Linked DNA regions of Capra hircus: region 1 is linked to region 2. The links are chromatin contacts, called in public Hi-C maps. All regions are on one chromosome and are shown on one strand. Each heading gives the region's core, a stretch centred on a gene start, on an enhancer-like site or on the middle of the called end of the contact. The rest is flanking DNA. Distances are from core to core; before and after follow the strand shown. Region 1 has its middle 17 kb from the start of NSD1. Region 2 overlaps NSD1 (histone-lysine N-methyltransferase, H3 lysine-36 and H4 lysine-20 specific).

Region 1 (5,054 bases), core at 1,591-4,090, 160 kb after region 2:
TCTTTTTCTCCCTATGTTAATTTTTCAAATATACATTTTATTGTGACATTTTTCAAACATACAAAACAAAAAGATATAATCAATACACCTAGAGTATCTGTTAAAATTTTGTTATATTTGCTTCAGAGATAAAGATTTTTTTTTCCCCTACATGCAACGTGCTGGATTAAATTCCCCCTGCAGTGGAAGCGCTAAGTCTTAACCACTGGATGCTCAGGGAAGTCCCAGAGATAGATATTTCTTTTCTGTACAATTTCAAAGTGAGTTACAGACATTCTGATACTTCTCACCTAAAGACTCTGCAAACTTCTCCAATGTATGAGGGCATTCTCCTATATAATCACAGTACCACCTATAATTCCCTAATATCTAAAGTTCTTTCCATATTCAAATTTCTACCAAATGTTTCTGATAGATGATTTTTCTGAATTAATCAAATCAAATTTCATATATTGCATTTGTCCTTGCAGCTCTTAAGTTTCTTACAACCTTGAATGCTCCACCTCCTGTTTTTCTGAAATATTGACTTTTGCAGGGATTGGGCCAGTTATCTGGCCCCATGTTCTACATTCGGCTGATGCTTCTTCATTACCTGTTCATATCCCCCCCTGTATTTCCTGTAAACTGGATATAAGGGCAGAGGCTTGATTACACTTGGGTTAATGTTTTTACAAGAATGCTTTGAAGTAAGGCAGGTGTTGCTGTTCAGGCATGTTAGGTTTGGAGAGCCTGAAGGACATCAGGAGCACATGTCATGCTAGTGGCTGGAAATACATTTGGTATGAAGACCTAGAGGAAGAACCAGATGAGAGAGAATACCTCCAGAGTCATCATAGAAGAGGTGGGACCAGAAGCCTTTGATAGGGGCAGGACAGGCGGTGAGAAAACCCAGGGAGTATGAGGAGACTGCCAGGGAGTTTCCAGAGAAGTCAGTGATAAGACAGGACCAATGAAATGAACAACTGAGGCTCAATGGTCAACAGGAGCCCTGCCCTGCTCCCCCGAATTCTGGGCCCCTTGCCTGGAGAGTCAGTTGATGTGTCTAGAGTTCATAATAAGCCCCAGGGAGACTTGCAGAGGCTTTAAATAATGAGGCATCTCAGGGTTTACATAGTGGGAGGATAGGAGAATGCAATTGACTTCAGGCCTACCTAATTAGTCATATTAATGAGCCTAAGACAATTATGAGACCAGAAAGGAGGAAGTGGGTTGGGGGGGTGGGGCAAGGTGGTGACATCTCTAGTCCTGCCCAGGGAGGGGACCCTGGGGGACAGCCAGGGGACTTAGGGCTATGCTAGGCCCTGGATCTCCAATCCTGGCAGGGACTGATGCTAAACCATAGTAGAAGAAAGACCGCTGCTGCCTTCTGCATCCCAGGTCTGTGGCAACAAAAGGGTCATAAATGCCTGTGAAGGGACTTCCCTGGTGGTCTAGTGGTTACAACTCTGTGTTTCCAATGCAAGGGGTGAAGGTTTGATCTCCGGTTGGGGAACTAAGATCCCACAAGCCTCGCAGTGTGGGCCCCCCAAAAAAAACGCCCTTGGAACACCTAGTCATATGCTTCTGCCATGCTGACCCCAGCTCCTCACTGTGGCCTAGACATCTTAAAGATGTGGACCTGCCTGCAAGTCCAGGCTCGTCATCTACCTCGTTCCCCTCCCTCTCTGCCCTTCAGCTACACTGGCCTCCGCTGGTTCATAGATGAGAAGACTTTGCCCTGTTAGCCCAGCCCTCTCCATAGTTTCGTACTGTGTGCCAACTGCCTGTGCTGGTGCCTGAGAGGTAGCACACAGTGCAGTTATGGGTGTAGACTCAGACCCGAAAGACCTTGTTTGAACCCCCAACTCTACCACTTAATAGCTGTGTGATCTCAGGCAAGTTACAGAACCTCTCTGTGCCTGTGTGTCCTCTCTGTCAAGTGGGGCTGTGGACAGCTAATAAGAGCTTCACATAGTACCTAGCAGCTGGTTAGTCCTGCAGTTGTTACAGTCATGATTATTGTTCTCATGAGGCTCAGAGAGGTCAAGATCTGCCTGAGCTCACAAAGCTGGTACCTGGTAGTCTTCTAAGACTTTTTTTTCCCTAGTACATTAATGTTGCATTATAAATAGCCCCACCTAACTGCTGAGAGTCTCCGTGCTATAAATTCCTTGATTTTGTATACTCTGTCCTGCTACTGTTTATGTAAGTTAAATTTACCCTTGTCAGACCAAGTGAAGAGACCATGGAGTTGGAAGACTAAAAAGGCGTATAGGCACATTCCCGTGGACAGTTTACATTCTAACAAGAGGACAGGAATAAAAAATAGCTAAACACAAGACCCTGTATAATGAGGATTGTGAATTCCTAATAGGTAGAAATATAGACAATAGTAAAAAATATATATAATCAATGTTTTGGGGGAGCTCACCATATACCAGGCGCTGGGCTTTACAATCCTTACAAAAACACCACAGTAGGTATTAGGAGTCCCGTTTTACAGATGAAGCTCAACAATGTTAAATAGTTGCCATTGGTCACACGATGACTGGAACTTAGGTCTGTCTTCCTCCAAATCACCACTTTGGATCAGTCAAGGCAGAGGGACAAGGATGAACACACCTCGGCTGAGTCACAGAAGCTGCCAAGAGAGGGAATTTAGCAAAAGGGTCGGGGGGTTGTAGTAGCCGGATAGGCGGGAATCTGGCGGGGTTGGGGGAGGCTGGGCCTCCTCTTGAGTTCCTCAGGGGCTGAGAACTGTTCTAACCTCGCTGTTCGTATGGCCGCCGGGCCTCACAGCAGCTCAGCTTTGCACCAGGGCCCACACGTGGGGCCCCATTCCTTGGGAGAGAGCCTCCGATTGGCCGGCTCGGTCAGGTGGCTCCCGTGGGCCAATCAGCAGGGGCCAGGCCTTGGGCCGCGCGATCCGCTCTGCCCTCGGAAGCAGAGGGTGGTGTAGCCTGGGGAAAGGTGATCTTACGCAGTGGGGCGCGCTCGGAAAGGGCCGGCAGTATCTAGTAATGTCCGGCATGCCGCAAATCCAGCCAGAGATTGCGCCCTGTCCCATCGTTTTGAGATAGAAAAGAGGACTGGGCTGGGCTAGCGCTTTCTCTTGGGCTCTGGGTCCCGCCCTAATGCTTCCGCCCTCTTTTGTGCATCTTTCTCCTTTCGCACCCCTGGAGCTCCAAGCCTTCCTGTCTTTCTCGCTCTTTCTCGGCAGCCCGCAAGCCATGTAGTCTTTCCTCCTGGTAAGAGAAAGATCTCCATGCGTCTACAGCGAGGCTCTCTCTCTTCTCCCCTCCGCTGGCTCTGGCCTCCCTTTCTCATCCCACTTTAGTCTGGCTTCAGGTCACTAGCAGTCCTGCTCCAGCAAGAACCGGTCGTATTTCATAATCTTTGCTGCTCCGCTTTGCAGCATTTGACTCTTGACCCTTGGGAACTAACAAGGTTTCCAGAAGCTCCCGCTCTAGTCTGATCCCTTCCTACCTCTGTATCAAGCCCTTCTCTGCGCCACCCTGTCATGGGTATGCCTCCCTTCCTTCCTGTTTGGCAAACAAGGTCCACCTTGCTGATTGTTTACCCAGATTTACTGAGGAATCCCGTCTGGTCACTGGCATGTCCTAAATGCCAGTAATTTATGAGCCTCAAACTCTAGCTTAGATTTGTCCCAGAGTTCCAGACTTCATACCTGCATGTCTCATGGGTACCTAAGGCTGAAAGTAGGTGTTTTAGTCAATAAATATTTTTTAAGCTGAGGGCTCATTTACAGTATGAATATTTTAAAACGTATCTCTACGTATAAAGCTTCCCTGGTGGCTCAGACGGTAAAGAGTCTGCCTGCCATCCAGGAGATCTAGGGTTGATCCCTATGTTGGGAAGATCCCCTGGAGAAGGAAATGGCAACCCACTCCAGTATTCTTGCCTGGAGAATCCCATGGACAGAGAAGCCTGGCAGGCTACAGTCCACAGGGTCACAAAGAGTCGGGCAGGACTGAGCGACTTCATTTTCTTTCTTTCTTTACATATAAAATAAATATATGTGTTTATTGCTGTGTGCCAAAAGCTTGGAAGTACTGTGTCACCTGTGACCAGCCAACAGTGGGTGCTTCATTACTGTGTCCTGAATTAATGAAGAAATGAATGTTGGTTGGCATAATGCCTGGCACAGAGAAGGTGCTCAAAATTAGTTGCCTCATCCTTCAGCCCAGCTTCTCTCTACCCCAGGGATGGGAACTGTCTCATCACCTCACCTTCAATGCAAAAGCTGCATAAGGGAGGTAAACAAGAGAGAAAAAGCAGAAGTGAAAGTCCTTCTTGTCCTGTATAATATTCTTCTCCCTGTCTAATCTGTCTGCTCCACAAAGTTAGCACTGCCCAGTGATGGGGCAGAAGAGACAGCCAGGAGCTGTCATACCAGGACAGGAAGCTGTTGCAGGCAGACTGGGAGACAGAGAGACCAGGGTTCAAATCCTGGTTGGATTATCTTATGGGTCCTCCTGGACTTCTGTGAGCCCACATTTCCAACTGCAAGGTAGAGATATGAAGATACTCTACGTCATAGAGATTTGTAAGGATTCTCCCTAGAGCCTTTGAGGAAGCTGACAAGTCTTGGTACTTGGCTATTGTTTTGGCTGAAAGACAGGTAAAGAGGATTTTCCTGGTGGCACACTATCGCCACCGTGTGACAAGATGGAAAATTATATAAGGGAGGTTCTTTGGCCTGAAAAGGGCTACCTAGACTTGGGTTTTCTTTTCTTTTAAAATATTTATTTATTTATTTATTTAGCTGTACTGGGTCTTCATTGCTGCACCTTGGCTTTCTCTAGTTGCAGTGAGCGGGGGATACTCTCTATTCACGGTGCATGAGCTTCACACTGTGGTAATTTCTTCTGTTGTGGGGCATGGACTCCAGGGTGCATGAGCTCACCAGTTGAGGCACAGGGGCTTAGTTGCCTTGCAGCATGTGGGATCTTCCAAGTCCAGGGTTCGAACCGGTGTTCCCTGCATTACAAGGCGGATTCTTAACCACTGAGCCACCAGGGAAGCCCTAGACTTGGGTTTGCTGAAACCTGAGA
Region 2 (4,933 bases), core at 1,901-4,400:
TCAATGGCCCTCACAAAACTCTGGCTGGCTGTCCATCCATTTAAAGAACTTCCCTGCCTCCCCCAATCCAAGCACAGTTTAGAAGTTGTTTACTAGGCAGGTCTGGAAGGAAGCTTCCAGTGAATGATGGAGAATGGAAAACTGAAAACCACAGAGTGGTCCACCTTTCCCTCACTCCTTCCTGTCCTGTGAGACATCTAGAGTGGCTGTCAATTACCTACCAAAGCCTGTATCAGAGAAGCTACTTCATGATCAGACTTCTCCTCTTAAAAATTTTACACAGCCTGCATACCCACCCCCCCAAAAAAATTCACAGTTTATTTCATGAAACAAAGAGCTACGGTAATTGAACACACAACATAGTGGAAAGAGATTCTGACAGCGCAGTGCGGTTATCTTTTTCTGATCACAACTACAGATGACAGGAGAAAAAAGGGCACAGGACTGGCACCAAGCAAATCCTATTCATACAACCTAAGAGGTTAGGGAAAGGGACCTACTAGCTGCAGTTATATACTTATTCTCACACATGATAAATACTTAATATAATGAACTTTAATGTTTGGGTGGATTTCTTTAAAAATATCTTTTCCATGATTTAAAATTTTTTAAAAGAAAATAAGATGCTTTGTTTTCTCTTCCTCTTAAACAAAGAGCTTTTCCTCTCTGATGATGTGGGAAGAAAGAGGATGAAAGGGGAGAACTAGGCAGGTGGAATTTACAGAGGAGAGTCTGAGGTCTAAGTGAGATGCAAGAATAGGCCCCTAAACTCAGGGCAGCTCTGCCCAGCCTCTTGTCTCTGCCTGAGTTCAAATGTCTCAACCCCAGAGACAAACTTTGGGAAATAAAAGCAAATTCTTTTTAAAATCTTTATATAAAGCGCAAATGCTTCTAAAACAACTATTGTTCCCTCCTTAGAAGTGACGGGAATAACCTCAATAAAAACTCAGGAGGAAGAAATTGGGACAACACAGAATCCTGTTGAGGGTATAAAAGCCATAACTGAGAGACAGAAATGGCCAGGAGACACTGGGGCCAGGAGATGGCCTGTTGGCTAAAGCTGCTGGCTGCATTGGCGAAGCAGAGGTAAACATGTTTGGTCTAGGGATGAGGGCGTGGGTGAATGGGAAGGAACTGGCCAAACAGCACTTCCTGTTGGCAGTCAGTGAGCTGGGTGAACGGTAGGGTGGGGTAGCACCAACAGATTTCCCAGCCCTTCGGCCCCAGCTCAGGGCAGCAGTAACAGATAATCAGCAGTTATGAGGAATCATCTCTTAGGCTGGACATTGCTCTGTACGCCCCATCTTGCCAGTCATAGGGGAGGGGTTCTGGCTTGCCCTTAGGCTAAGTCAGCAGGTAGGCGCTCTCAACATGGAGCACACCATTTCTCAGGGAGAAATGGTGATAGGATCCACTAGTGAAGATGATGACTCCTCCATTCAGGTAGGAGGGCAAAGGATCAGAAGATAAGTAATTTCTCGCCAGAATCTGGCATTCTCCCTGAGCTGGTGGTGGATCTAGCCCAGAGTTTGCCAGATTCCCTAGATCTACTGCCCAAGACTCTGAAATCTGAAAGCACCTGAGTGTTTGGGGGACAGGCTTGGGGTGAGTTGATGTAAAAGGAGGAAAGTTTGTAGAAAAGGAAGGTAAGCTTGCCAATTGCCTTCTTACATTGAGGGAAAGCTGTGTCCTCATAGAGCCCAGCCCCTCAACCAACTGCTCCACCAAGGACAGATCTTTAGACTCTGCAGAGCCCAGCCAGAAGCAGCACCGGCTGCCTAGCCACAGCCCTTGGCTTTGGTGCAGCCCCCTCCTGCCTATAGAGGAGACCTCTGCATGAGCTTTCATGCATGCACACGCACACAGGGACACCTGACCAGGAGACACTCAAGAACAACCACTTCTGGGGCCACAAAGGACATTACAAAATGAGCCCAGAGCCCCAGGGCCCCTCAAACTTCCTGTTATTTATTTCCTGGTCAAAGGTTCTTTAAAAACAACCTGAGAACCCAGGCAGGCATGTTAGGCTCACAGGGATCAGGTCTTATTTATCTCTATATTTCCTGCCAGTGACTGATACCACACCTAGCACACACAGATGTTCAAGAAATCACCACCGACTTGAACGGGTATTAGTTCCTCCCAAGGATTCATCAGGTACCCTCAGTGGGGCGTGGCAGGATTAGATAGAGCTTTGAGAGCCCTACTACCTTCCAACCTGACCAGTGGAATTGAATCCCATGCTTGACTCCAGAGTGGACTTTTTATTTCAAGTTCACCATGAGTAAAGGTTGGGGGGGAAGAGACCCGAGTCTGTCTGTTTCCTTGGCTGGGGCCCACTTGGACTTCCATACATGGCTCATACAACCACAAGCCCCCCCCCACTGGCTAATGTCACAAGAGTTCTGAATGCTGGGATATAAGGAAAGAATAACAGTGGAAAAGTGTTGGGGTCTGTTCTTTTTAAGAGGGAAAAAGATTTTTCCCTTCCCCAAGAACCCTGGGGGAGGCTGGTCTGGTCACGTGGCATTTACTGGTGTTACTTCTGTTCTGACTCTGCACACTTGTGACTGGAAGGAGCCTGGTTAAGAGCTGGAAGTGTACTTTGCTCTGGTTTAGGGTCTTGCCCTCTTCCAAGAGACCAGCAAGTCTGTGCCAGTGTCTGTGTGCTCCCGGAGGACCAGCAAGACTGTGCCAGTGTCTGTCCAGCCACCATGGGCCAGAGCCCTGGCCCTGGCGAGGCCTTGCCCAGGGCCCAGGGACTCTGCTCTGTGGTTGCCAGCTTCTTCTCTTCCGTGGAGAGGGAGGGCTTCCCAAGAGGCCTGAAGGACTGCCCACTCTTGGCAGCGAGTCCAGGTAGTTGCTGGCCCCCAGCCATCTGCTTCACCTGCTTCACCAGGCCTGGCACTTGACTGGGAGGCCCTGGGGTCTGTTCAGCCCCTGCAGGTGCTCTTCCTGAGGCCTGAGTTGCTGGCTCATATAAAAAAGCCTTGGCAGGGGGCTGAGAAAGAAGTCTGGCCTGGGTGAGTGATTTAACAGCTTGCCAGGAGTGTTCTGAAGGGGCCGCTGCTTTGCCCAGTGGCTGAAGGACAGCATCTGACACACTGCCTCTCTCAACAGCTCGTGGTATCTGTCCTAGACCTTTGCTGGCAGGCCATGAGCTTGACTCCAACACTGGCATCTTCTCATCAGCCTGTGGTGTGAGCTCATGGGGTGAACCTGCCCGTTCCTTCTGGCGAGGAGTTAGGTCTATGAGATCCATCACCAAAGCAGCTCTATTTTTTGACTGAGTATTCTGGTCCACGGGCCTCAGTGCTTTTTCTTTAGCTACCAGGGTCTGGACCACAGCTGACAGTACTTTGTCAGGAGGTGGAAGTCTCTGGGACAAAGAGACATGGGATTTGTCAGGGGGTCTGTCTGAAGTCTGGGGTTTGGGACCGCTGGTGACTAGCAGTTTCTCTGGCGGTGGAAGTCTCAGGCCAGTAGGGACAGGGGTTTTCTCCAGTGACTGGGGCCTTGGGCTGGCAGCACCTATGGATTTATCCAGCCTTGGATCAGCTGTCCCCAGAGGTCTTTCCAGTGGCTGAGACCTGACTGAGGGTGAGGAGCTTGGGCCGGTCACTGGAGAGGGTTTGTCAGATAGTTGGGGTCTTGGTCCTGCCACTGCAGTTGGCCTGTCCAATGGCTTCTGGCTGGATACCAATGATTGGGGTTTGGTCCCTGACCCAGCAAGGTCCCTGACCTTATCTACAGGCTGGGGCCTGGAGTCAGTTCTGTCAGGAGGCCTTTCAGGCAGCGGGGGCCTCTGACAAGTCCCTGCCAGAGCTTTTTTGGACAGCGACAGCGACTGGTTGGTGTCAGCAGATGGCTTGTCCGACATCTTGGGCCCTTGAGCAGCCACTCCTGATGATTGCTCTGCCAGGTGAGTGCTTGGGCCTGGAGGCAGTGGTACTGGAGGAGGTACATACTCACGGATCTCCCCCGGTTCCAGAGGGTTGGGCCCACAGGGATCATGCTCAGTACAAGACAGACGCCCATCCAGTTTGGAGATGAAGAGCATCCCTTCCCGATGCTGCTTGCAGAAGGAGCTGGGACACATCTCACAGAAGGAGGCTGCTTCCTTTCCGCATATGTCACACTGGTGCCAAGGACACTCCCATTTCCCTGAAAACACAGAAGTGAAACACAAACTAAGGAAAACAAGACATGCCTGAGATGGGCCACAGCTCTGGAACCAAGTCAAAAAAGTGACTGCAAACTGCTGCCTCCTGTGGAGAGCTCGTGGCCCTCGCCCACACCCCCTCCCTTAGGATCTGGGCTTTACTTTCTGTGAAATGTATAAAAATAACCCCCAAATATTGTCACAACTAAGTATCAATTTAAAACCAAGCAGGAGGAAACCCTGATTTCTATGACTACTTCCAACAAGGAGAGAAATAACAATAACAAAACAAAACCTATTGGGTTTTTAATTGATACTCAGTTGTGACTTAATGTTTGGCTGTTGTTTTTACACATTTTGCAGAAAGTAAACCCCAGATGCTGAGGGAGGGGATATGGACAAGGGGCACGAGCTCTCTGCGGAAAGCAGCAGTCGGTGAACAACCACCACCAAGGAGTTCTCTGCCTGATTTATACAACTAATTCCAACAAGGAGAGAAATAGCAACAAAACCAAACCCAAAGCTCCCCTTAGATGGAATGTGAACATACTACTTTTCTATATTTACAAATTCCATTCGTCCTACATAGCGTTTAAATATTTAACTCTAGGGAGAAAATATCAGCCAATTAAACTGCTTACTTCATTGTTACTAGGAATAGGGAGTAGATACACACAGTGAACAATGGAAACAGATTTATCTCTGCTCAACATTAAAACTGGAAATTAGAACAAATTTAATCTGTGTAGTCTACAAAGAATCAACAGAAAA

Evidence for each region. Hi-C and Micro-C count contacts between places; a contact is called where the count stands out from the background.
Region 1: a Hi-C map of blood shows a contact between it and region 2, with 2.3 times the contacts expected there. The contact joins two enhancer-like sites. A contact is called at or near these places in 2 of 5 Hi-C or Micro-C datasets (both in blood).

Annotation. Positions count from the first base shown.
Region 1 is chr7:72,009,986-72,015,039 of ARS1.2, forward strand. No RefSeq gene overlaps it. Among named protein-coding and RNA genes, the nearest start is that of NSD1, 17 kb to the left of the region's middle. Within about 2 kb of position 2,841, at least 3 of the 5 cell types and tissues checked have an H3K27ac peak or open chromatin away from gene starts, as enhancers often do.
Region 2 is chr7:71,850,726-71,855,658 of ARS1.2, forward strand. It overlaps NSD1 (histone-lysine N-methyltransferase, H3 lysine-36 and H4 lysine-20 specific), which reads right to left. Exons shown (of 23, transcript XM_018050618.1): 23 at 1-4,164. The coding sequence ends at 2,540. Among named protein-coding and RNA genes, the nearest start is that of RAB24, 8.2 kb to the left of the region's middle. Within about 2 kb of position 3,151, at least 3 of the 5 cell types and tissues checked have an H3K27ac peak or open chromatin away from gene starts, as enhancers often do.